Linked DNA regions of Zea mays: region 1 is linked to region 2. A link is a contact called in public Hi-C data. All regions are on one chromosome and are shown on one strand. Each heading gives the region's core, a stretch centred on a gene start, on an enhancer-like site or on the middle of the called end of the contact. The rest is flanking DNA. Distances are from core to core; before and after follow the strand shown.

Region 1 (5,517 bases), core at 2,825-5,324, 440 kb before region 2:
ATGTCTTTGGCACCAAACGACGTGCATCAGAATCAGATTCAGTTTGCACTCGAAAGAGGAATCCCTGCATATCTTGGTGTTTTGGGAACAAAAAGGCTTCCATACCCGAGTAGATCATTTGAACTAGCCCATTGTTCACGTTGTAGGATCGACTGGCTTCAAAGAGATGGGATTCTTCTGCTCGAACTAGACAGATGGAGTTTGGGAGCCTGCTAAATGATTTTGTAAAGTGTTTGCAAATATGTGCAAAACATAATAACATGTGTAGGTTTTGTGAATGATTTTGTTGTGGTGATTGTTGATGATTTATGTGATGTGGATCTATTATTGTGCAATACTAATTAAATTTGTATATCTATGTGATTATGTGTATAAAAATTGGTGATTTGTGATGCTTTTGTATATATAACAGTTGTTGAATGCTAATTAATGGTATATTATTATTATTAACGACTATAACTAGGGGCAACTTTCTGTTGGTTGCTAAATGTATAGTATAACGACTCACGATTGGTTGCTAAATCTATAGTACAACAACTCACGGTTGGTCGCTAAATATACAATATTAGCAACGGACGGTCGGTCGCTAAAAAGATGTCGGTCGCTAAAGCCTTTAGCGACGGCACTTACAGCGACCATCCTTATGGGTCGCTAAAAGTTTTTAGCGACCAACCGTAGGTCGCTGAAGGTCGTTTTAGCAACCAACCGTAGGTCGCTGTAAGTGAACCGTCGTGTAGTGTAAAGTCCGGTGAAAATTACTACACTCAGTTATTACTTTTCTACTGTTGTATGTGTTCATTCTTGTCCAGTCATTTGTTTGTGTGTTTGCTGCTACCTCCAGTCAGATCTTATTCATCATTGCTTTGAAGAACATACCATATTGCAATCACTTATAATATGATCACTAATTCATGTCATAACGCCTACTCATACTTGCATTCACTTGTTTAGTAGGACTAACAACAACAAAAACATAACAAGTAGAATATAGACACACACACAACAAGTATTGATTTCAACCCCACATCTTCAATGTCTAACTTCCCTTCTTAATGCATATTTTTTATCCATGTAACATACTCTTCTTACCATCTAAAATAGAGGCAACTCAACCCATCTCTCTACAAAATACAAAGGAATTTCAGATATAGGAGAGAACCAACAAAAGCATTTCAGACAGGGCAAGAGGAACTAACCTTATGGACAAGGCAACAATAAAACATACCCCAAACTCCATGGATATTTAGGTGTGCACTTCATCACGCTTCTCACTCTGCATTCTAGGCAGATGATAAGGGAAAGTTTGGCCCCATGCAGATTTGAGACAGAAGCACTCGATTCAAGGGCCATGCAAACGACTTGGGGTGTAGGAGGATAAGGCGGCGGCGACGATGCTAGTGCTACCCTTTGAAGAGAGGGAACAAATTAGGAGATAAATGAGCAAGAGCAAGAGAGAAATTTCATGTATTAGAGGTGTTATATGTAGAGTAGTTAGGCATAGTCAACACTCTCATGAGCCCCCAACCATGCTCGATACATGGTGGTAATGCCACGTCAGAGAAAACGTCCATCTGAACTGGTAGTCCGGTATGTACCACCAGTATATCATTTAACAAGATTAGGTGGTCAGAAATGCATTTTAAAAGTTTAGGGGTCCTAAGTAACATACCTAGACAAGTTAAGAATCCTCTCATACATTTAACTCTTTGAACATTTTTCTGCAGCAAGAAAATGCATATTTTTTGTGGAAGTTTTTTTATTGTTTGCTATGTTCCACCTAAATAGTTTCATCACAACCACTTTTTTGCTTGATTATCACATGAATACTACTCTCTCTATTCGCGTTATAAGACATTTTGAACTTTTCTACACATATTGTTTTTTATCTATCTAGTCGTGGTGTATATCTAAGGCAGTGTTTGGTTCATTGCAGGGAGTGGTTAACGTAACGTGAACGGACCCCACTGCTATTGGTTACAGTGCAACAGAAAGCAAGATATGTTTGGTTAGTTAACGTTATGTATTAACACTAGCTGAGGAGTGGTAACGAAAAAGATATGACTCCATATCCGTTCACGGTGTGAATCGCTGGCCCAACCAAATCTCTACTACCTATTAAGGCAGTAAGGGGTAGGCTGTCATTCCTTGTTCTGTCATTCCCATTCCCTCAAAGCTCATTCCCATTCCCTCCTCCCCGCAAAACTCATTCCCATTTCCATTTCTCCCCCCCCGTAAAGCTCATTCCCATTCTCACGTGCATCCCACGTCTAGCTAAAATTAAATTAAAAAAACACAAATGTGGCTTTAATGGGATTCGAACCCGCAACCTCTCAAGTAAATATGCTCATAGCTACCACTACACCACATGTATGTTTATGTTAATATTTGTTACAGTAAAAATATCTACTACATCTCTCCCAAAGTCCACCTACTACCCTTGCACAATGTGTAGTAGTAGATAATTATCAACGAGATTCCCGAATTATATTTTTGGATGGAGAGAGTAGTATTTAAAGAAGAGCCTTGCATGCAACTTCTTTTGTTTGAATAAGTTTTCAACTTAAATTCTTTTTTTATATGTGTGACATTTATTCTCCGTAATATTTTTTCCATGAATCTGACTTGTGAGTAATTTTTATAAACCAACGCCAAAGATGAATTCATGTTTCTTACTTAGAAACCCCGAACAAACACCACTGGCAGGAGGCGCTCGCGTTGGCGTCGCTCATCGACGATGAGAAGAAGCTTGGCGACTGCCAGTTCGACCTCTGGAAGCAGTCCTACTTGGCCGCTCGCTATGTTCGGCAAGCTTCGGTGCAGCCGTCGCTTGGACGCAGTCCAGAGCGGCTACACTACTGTCCATATTCAAACGGGGGATCTCATAGTCGTCGCCAACGCCGGCGACTCTCGGGTTGTTCTGGGCACCGCATCCGACGACGGCGCCGTCACGCCATCTAGCTCATCATCCACCTGAAGCTCAACCGGCCACGTAAGTTGCTACTGACCGGCCATGAATTCTTGTGCGCTGGGACGACGGCTGTTGTTGATGTTGTGTGAGTGTCCTCGAACAAGATGTATGTAGACGAGTAGCACATCCGGAGGTGCAACGGCTAGGTGTACTACCTCGCTGATGAGCCCGGGGTGCACTTCGTTTAGCAGCCCAGCCAAAAGTCATCGGTACTTGCCATGTCGCGCGCGTTTGACGACTACTATATCAAAGACTGTGGCGTCATCTTAGCGACAGAGGTGACGCAGAGGAGGACCGACAACAATGACCACTTGCCATCGCCGAGGTAGCTTTTGTGCTGGTCTGCCTTTAATTCTCTTCGCAAACGCACACACTTGCCTTTTTGTTTAAACAAACATGTATGGTGGTGCATGCCTGATGACTGACGATGTATGAGGGAACTTCTACCGGTAGGTGTGGCACGTGCTCTCCAATGATGAGACCATGCAAATCATGATATATATCGAAGTCTGTATGATACTGATGGTTGCAATGTAGTAGTGGAACAGTTAAATTAAAATAACAAAATTTATGTATGGCTAGGATCACAAATGAATTATGAAATATTTTCTTATAACAATATAAGACACATTATATATAAAAGTTATTATGGTATTATATGTTTCCGTTGTAACGCACGGAGCACTCATCTAGTAGAAAAGAAAAGGAATAGATATCACTGTAAATAGATCACGGATAAAAACGTCAAACCAAACAGGCTCTAAGTGTACAACAGATGACATGTATTTACAAAAACTAAAACATCTTACAATTCGGTAGAGAGGGGTAAAGCTAAAGATAATGTTTTACCAGATGAAAATACTGGTCACGGCCTCACGGGGATGAAAATACGTAGAGGTCCTAGCTGAAGCGGCTGTTACTGTCATAGTTTAGCTAATGCGTTAGTGTTTTTCCCCAACAATTTGCATGGATTTTTACCAGAATCGTTTTACAGACTCACATAGCTTAGCTAATACTCAAACATTCTTTCTGCTTGCACTGCTCTTTTGACGACAACTTGCGCTAAAGTGGATTAGGTTGTTTCGCGCAACGAAACTTCAGACGCGTCATCGGTCGCTCCGGATCCCACCGTGGCCCACCAGCAGCGACACAACGCCGCCGAAAAGGACCATTCACCGGCAGCAATGCCATGCGGAGCCTTCGATGCGAACCAGCCGCGTCCGACCCGTCGCCACGGGCTACTACTACTACAAAAGCCAAGGCCAAACAGGCACGGCAAGTCGGCAACCACCGCACCACCAGCGCCAGGCCGCCAAGCGCCAGCACCACCGCGCCGCGCCCAAGCAGGCAAGCACCACTGACCCACCAGGCCACCACCCCACCGCTTCGAGCCGAGGGAGAAGGCGGCGCGGGGCGGCGCGCTCAGGTCGGAGATGAGGGGCGGATCCAGACGGGCCTCGGTCGCCCTGTTTCTCCTCGCTGCGTCCGGGATCTGTGCCCAGTTCACCGCAGGTTCGCGCTCTCGATATGCTTTGGTCGTTGGATTCGGGGCTGTTGCGGGAGAGGGTCACAGCGAGATGTAGTTGAAGGTCGAAAGCGGGGCGGGGATTAGGGAATCGTTACCACGATTATTTTTCTTGAATATATTCCGATTCCCTGCTGTGTTTTGTGAGTCTAATTGAATTGTGGACGGCACTCTCGTTGACAATCATTGGGTGTGGGTGGTTAGGACTTAGGAGGGATGAGTTTGCCGTCTCCGGTGGGACTTTGTTAAGTTATATATATGACGAGCAGGTTATATGCTGAAGTTTGGGAAATTGGAGCCTTGTTCGTGGCGTGAGCACTGATTTCAGCATTCGTACCCGCTAATATCCTTACAATAGTCGGTTGGATCGAACCATTGGGAAAATGAAATTCTTTTGGGATTCAAAATGTAGAAAGGATAATACTTTGCACTAAAACGTCACTCCTTAGATCCAACTTTGTCTTTCTGCTGCAGCATGTTTCTGACCCTGAATAAAATTGAGGCGCTTCTCGACGTTACTGAGTTATTTCTTGTAGTTCAGACAGTTGTGTGGCGGGATAGTCTAGTAGTAGTAGAAGATGTATCATTTACCTGTTAAAAGGCTAAGTCCATGCCTTGCCTTATAGGATTGCAGGATCACCCAATCACCATTTGTACTACTAGGTGCAGTGAGGCTGGTCATTCTTTTGTCTTAGGAGCTATATCACACTGGCTATGTATTGTCTCGTTTTGACTTCCTTTAAGCATATGCCATTGTCATATTTCACCCATGCTAGATTTCACTTATGTCAACTACTCAGCTTACAGATATTCTAATCTAGAGGTTGTAGAGCCGCATCGTTGGTCCTTCTTTCAGATAAAGTTATGAAAGTTAAATGTAGAGGCCTCCCTTAACACAATGAAAATCATTTTGGCCCAGAAAAAAGATTGAAAACGCAACTGATGCACCTTAAATATTCTAAATTTTGGATTGGCGTGTTAATAACACAGACCTCCTATATTATTACTTCCTAGAACCTTGAGT
Region 2 (5,784 bases), core at 2,478-4,977:
ATAGAAGTATAAATATTAGTTTAATTCCAAGCAACCTTTGCACTTACCTTATGCAAACTAGTTCAATTCTGCACTTATATATTTGCTTTGGTTTGTGTTGGCATCAATCACCAAAAAGGGGGAGATTGAAAGGGAAATAGGGATTAACCTTTTCCTATATACGATTTTGGTGGTTGAATGCCCAACACAAATAATTGGACTAACTAGTTTGCTCTAGATTATATATTCTACAGGTGCTAAAGGTTCAACACAAACCAATAAAAAGATCAAGTTAGGATTCAAAAAGAAAGGAGCAAAAGAAAACGAAGAGAACCCTGGTCTGGCGCACCAGACTGTCCGGTGCGCCAGGGCCGTACGAGTCTGAACTTGCCACCTTCGGGTTTCAGAAGAGCCGCTCCGCTATAATTCACCGGATTGTCCGGTGTGCCACCGGACTGTCCGGTGCACCAGCGGAGCGATGGCTCCAGCGCAACGGTCGACTGCAACGGACACTTGCAAAAGTGCTACAGTGTGCGACAGTTCGCGCAGAGTCAGAGCAGCCGCCAGAAGGCGCACCGGATAGTGAACAGGGACTGTCCGGTGCGGCACCGGACTATCCGGTGCCACTAGATGACAAAGCTCCAACAGTCGAAACCGTCAGAACCCTAACGGTTGGGTGACGTGGCTGGCGCACCGGACTATCCGGTGCGTACATCGACAGCAGCCTACCCCAACGGTTGAATTGGTGGTTGAGAGCTATAAATACCCCCAACCACCTCCACTCCAACCATCCAAGCATTCACTACTCTTCATTCAATACAAGAGCAAAATACAACACTCCAAGACACAAATCAAAGACTCCGATCCAATCAAAGTCCATAATTCAACTCTAGTATTTTAGGACTTGTGAGAAGATCGTCTTGTATTCTTTGTTGCTCTTGTTACTTGGTTGGCTTTCTTCTTTCTCTCATTCTTACTCTCAAAGCCTTGTAAGCGAAGCAAGAAACACCGATTGTGTGGTGGTCCTTACGGGGTCTAAGTGACCCGGGAAATCAAGGAAGAAAGCTCACTCGGTCTAAGTGACCGTTTGAAAGAGGGAAAGGGTTGAAAGAGACCCGGTCTTTGTGACCACCTCAATGGGGACTAGGTTCTTTGGAACCAAACCTCGGTAAAACAAATCACCATGTCATCCGCTTCATATTCTTCGTAGATTTGTTTTCCTCTCTTTCTCTCGGACTCGGATTTTATTCTAACGCTAACCCCAGCTTGTAGTGTGTTTAAAGTTGTAAATTTCAGTTTCCGCCTATCCACCCCCCTCTAGGCGACTTTCACTCATCCAATGTAGTTGTGCACAACACTAACCTACGACAACATACTCGGCCTCGGCGGTGGATAGGGCAACACATGTTTGTTTCTTTGAGCTCCAAGACACTAGGGACCTTCCTAGAAACGGGCAAGTCCCTGAAGTGCTCTTCCTATCAACCTTGCACCCGACATAGTTGGAGTCTAAATATCCAATCAAGTCAAAGGTAGACCCCTTAGGATACCGGAGCCTGATGTAAGGCGTGTGAACTAAATATCGAAGAATACGCTTCACAGCCACAAGGTGACATTTCTTGGGGCCGGATTGAAATCTAGCACATATACAAACAAAAAGCATAATACCCGATCTACTTGCACAGAGATAAAGCAAGGGTCCTATCATAGACCGGTATACCTTTTGATCTACGGACTTACCACCTGTGTTAAGGTCCAGATGCCTGTCAGTTCCCATTAGCGTCTTAGCAAGCTTTGCATCCTTCATCCCAAACTTCTTTAGGATATATTGTGTGTACTTTGTTTGGGAGATGAATGTCCCTTCCTTGTGTTGTTTCACTTGAAATCTGAGGAAGTAATTCAACTCTCCCATCATGGACATCTCGAACTTCTGCACCATCACCCTGCTAAACTCCTCACATGACTTTTGATCAGTAGAACCAAATATTATGTCAATGACATATATTTGGCATATAAACAAATCACCACTACAAGTCTTAGTGAAAAGAGTAGGATCAACTTTCCAGACATTGAAAGCATTAGAAATAAGAAAATGTCTAAGGCATTCATACCATGCTATTGGGCATATTTCCCTTTCAGCAACCCTGCGATACGGAGCGAACAACCGAGTCTCGTCTGAGTAACTCACGAGGCGGAGCGAACGACCAACTTTATACCAAGCAACCCCATGAGGCAGGGCAAACGACTAGGTCTTGTGTCAATCTAATCGGCATAAGGGAAGGGTCGACCCAATGCTCTAGACCCACGTCAGCGTGATAACACACGTCATCACCAAACCATGTCCGGGCCTCAGCGTTGGAGTCTCTACAGTGACCCGCATATCGAAAAGGACACGGCATATATACCATATCGGGTGCATGTATACGCCAATAGGTGACGCATGCCTATGACGACAGGCGAAACTGTGCTACGCACGACCGTACCATGAGCCTGATCCGTAGGACCCGCCGCGTACCGCTACAAAGGCGTCAGCGATGGACTCACTATAGGAGCCAGAGTAATGGACGACCGACGATGCCATACTGGGAGTACGACTGCCCTCGACCCTACGGAGGACCCACCACGACAACCGGAAGAGCCGATCTTTCTCTCTAGTAGGAAACAAGTCTCCCCTGTAAGGTCCTACCCTTGAGATCTAAAAGGGCAGGACCCCTCCTTCTTCATACACAAGCACACTTGTTGTAACATGCTTCAAGCAATACTACGATCAACACTAAACTGGAATAGGGTGCGAGCCCGAACCAGTATAACGCTGTGTCTCAAATTTTTCATTGAGTCCAAGTGATTCACCTTTCGAAGTGAGTCTGTGCTAGCACCCCATGCCGAACACAAATCTTATTGTCCCCCGGTTCCCGAAACCACGACACCATGTCTCTTAGCTCCACTTTACATGCGGGTTTCACTTATGAACCAAGCTCTACCATATTATATGGATATTGACCTTATTTATTGATCTATCTTCCAACTTCATTTTTCCGATCCAGTCTAATAGGGCTATTCGCTTCGGATTAAAGCCGACTGTTTGGACTACTGCAACTACAATCCATAGAGACAAAAGTACTGCAGAAGCAGTAGAAACCAGTACGAATTAAAGCAAGCGAACATGCTTACATGTGGGTTGAGTCCCTAGATAACATACGAAAGTGCTCCAACCCACCTATTAGGGTCTTGTGAGTTGAAGTGTCTTTAGGTACCCTGGTATATATTCTTAATAGATCTTAGAACTATGGTGCAGTTGATCCATAATGAATCTTAGATTCAGATTTTTTGTTGTTGTTGTGGAGATCTACCCAACAATCCATTAGTATATCCCTTATATATGCTTCTTTGGATAAGTGGTAAAATAATAAAAGCCCTTTTTATTATGTTATTATAGATTGGATTATTCTTTTCATAGCTATTCTAAATATTCATATTTTTTATAAAATTATTTAGTATTCGATATAAAATAAATAAATAAATACTCTTATTTTTTTCTTGAAAAATCAAAATTTCCCCAGCTATGGTGGGGTCAAGCTTGAACTCTCTTTTGAGGCGACAGTGCAGTCAGTGCTGTCGACGCTCTACTGACAGTCTGACACCTGCCACGATTCACACTCACACACAGGTCCACTGCAGGCTGCAGTGCTGCACACCGCCGCCTGGAACGAAGCCCCTCTTCGGAATCCACCTACACGCCCCGTCGGCGGTCCCTCGCCCGCATCGCTAGTTCGGCACACGGAGTTTATAAACCCCTCTGCAGTCTGCACGAATAATCCCCAACCCGGCTCTCGGCTCCTCTAGTCCTTTTCTCGCATTGCATTTACTGCGGCATCTTTGCGTCGGATTCGGTTCCCCTCGATTCCTCTCCCGTTGATTGCCTCGCCGGGTCCGGGGTCACCGGCCGGCGGGGGTTGATTGGGTCGGCGGTTATGGGGAAAGGGGCGAGGAGGCGCAGCCGTGCGTCTGGCGCCGGCGGGGGTGGACACGGGAGCAAGCGCCCGCGGCGGGCCGAGGAGGAGGAACAGGAGGAAGAGGAAATGGAACCGCTGGTGGGGGAGGAGGAGGAGGTGGCGGCGCTGGAGGGGGAGGACTATTGCTTCGTCTGCAAGGACGGCGGTGACCTCCGCGTCTGCGATTTCAGGTTCGCCCCCCTACCCCTCCGACGGGCCCCAGTACTTCCCTCGTCTCATCTCATGATCCCGCATGAGCAGCATGCTTTGGGTTTTGGTAATCTACAAGTCGGGAGGATTTCTGTGTGATGGTGAGCGCTGTGGCATTGCTAGAGCAGGTTTAGGGACCGTGTGGAATGCAGCAATTTTACTGGAACTGGAAGCGGTTCAATTTCACATGGGGAAAGCAACAGGAAAAAAATCCCGCTTTCCAAACAGGTAGTTTTTTTTTGTGCTCTGCAAACTTTGACCAGCGACGCTCCTGTTGGTACCACTATAAGACCGGATGCCTCTATTGCCGTTGATCCTTGATTCCTTGTATTCATTGTTAGAGCTGCAGCTCTAGGTTGAAACTGAAAATTTTGTCAGTGCCAGCATTTGCTTTTTCATGGGCGTGTGTTGTCATTTGCTCATCATTCAAATATCCAGTCACCATTTCTGTTACCCTGTTTTCCCTTATAAATAGCAAGCGGTGGGGTTGTCATTAGCAAAAGGTTGCTGGTTTAACATTGCAGTAGACAATAGATATTGCCTTATCCCTTTGGTGTCAAGGCATTATCAATTGTTCATCTCTATGGAGTCAAATCACTTTGTTTCATTGCTGATTTGCTGTAGTACATATTCGTGTTCCTGAGATTTTCAAAACTTTTTTTCTCAGGGGCTGCCAGAAAGCTTACCATCCTGCTTGCGTGGGGAAAGATAGCGGCTTCCTCAATTCAGATGAAGAATTCATCTGTGGTAAGCATTTCATTATTCTTTGTTTAAACTTCCTATGAGTGTCCATTGTAGTTGTGAAAATGCATGCTTCTGCGCCAGGGAACATAATGGCTTACTGAAAGTTGGCATATCTCATAGTGTCATTACCTTCCTTTTTGATAAAGTTCCATAGGCTTAAACATTGTTCGGTCTTTCTTATTTTTTCTTCTACTTCTTACTCTGGGTATCCTATATTCCTATATAAGGGACTGCAATATGCAGCTCAATATTGGGAAATCAGAGTTTTGGAAAATAGAAATCTTTCAATTTTCCAGGTGGTCAGCTAATTGGGTAAATGCATAAATGAGTTAATTTCTTAATTGGGCACATGATCAAACCTAAATACCTAATGCTTATAACTGGGAAAGCTACCTCAGTTGTAAGTTTGTAACTTGAATTTGGTTGAGTTTTGTGGATTAAATTTTCATATTTTGTTATATTCCGCAGTATATTATTAATTATCGTGATTTTGACTAAACTATACTTTGCAGAATGGCATACTTGCTTTATTTGTAAAGGGCGTTCACGTTATTATTGCTTTTGCTGTCCGTGGCAAGCCTTTTGTCAAAATTGCGTGAAACAAGCAGAATTCGTCCCAGTCTTGAGGAAGACAAAGGGATTCTGCACCAACTGTTTAAGGATGGCAATCATGATTGAGAAGAATGTTGATGTTGACTCCGATGGGGTAACTACCTGCAGGATCTGCGTGCAAAATTATTAGTTTTCTCTACTGTCTCTCATGCCATCAATTGCTCCTGTTTTACTATTGTTTGTCTTCTCCCTTTCGTCATCTGTAACTAGCTGATAATAGTGTATACTGGGTTTCAGCTTTGGAAATGCC

Evidence for each region. A called contact is a pair of places that touch in the nucleus more often than the background predicts.
Region 1: a Hi-C map of ear shows a contact between it and region 2, with 1.9 times the contacts expected there. The contact joins the promoter of LOC103635650 here to the promoter of LOC100216926 in region 2. A contact is called at or near these places in 2 of 25 Hi-C or Micro-C datasets (ear and leaf).

Annotation. Positions count from the first base shown.
Region 1 is chr8:105,733,585-105,739,101 of Zm-B73-REFERENCE-NAM-5.0, reverse strand. It overlaps LOC103635650, which reads left to right and starts at 4,074. Exons shown (of 3, transcript XM_008658056.3): 1 at 4,074-4,480. The coding sequence starts at 4,402. It overlaps LOC109941531 (a long non-coding RNA gene), which reads left to right. Exons shown (of 4, transcript XR_002264172.3): 4 at 1-335.
Region 2 is chr8:105,291,502-105,297,285 of Zm-B73-REFERENCE-NAM-5.0, reverse strand. LOC100216926 (zinc ion binding) reads left to right here and starts at 3,727. Exons shown (of 17, transcript NM_001354474.1): 1 at 3,727-4,159; 2 at 4,846-4,925; 3 at 5,435-5,628. The coding sequence starts at 3,948.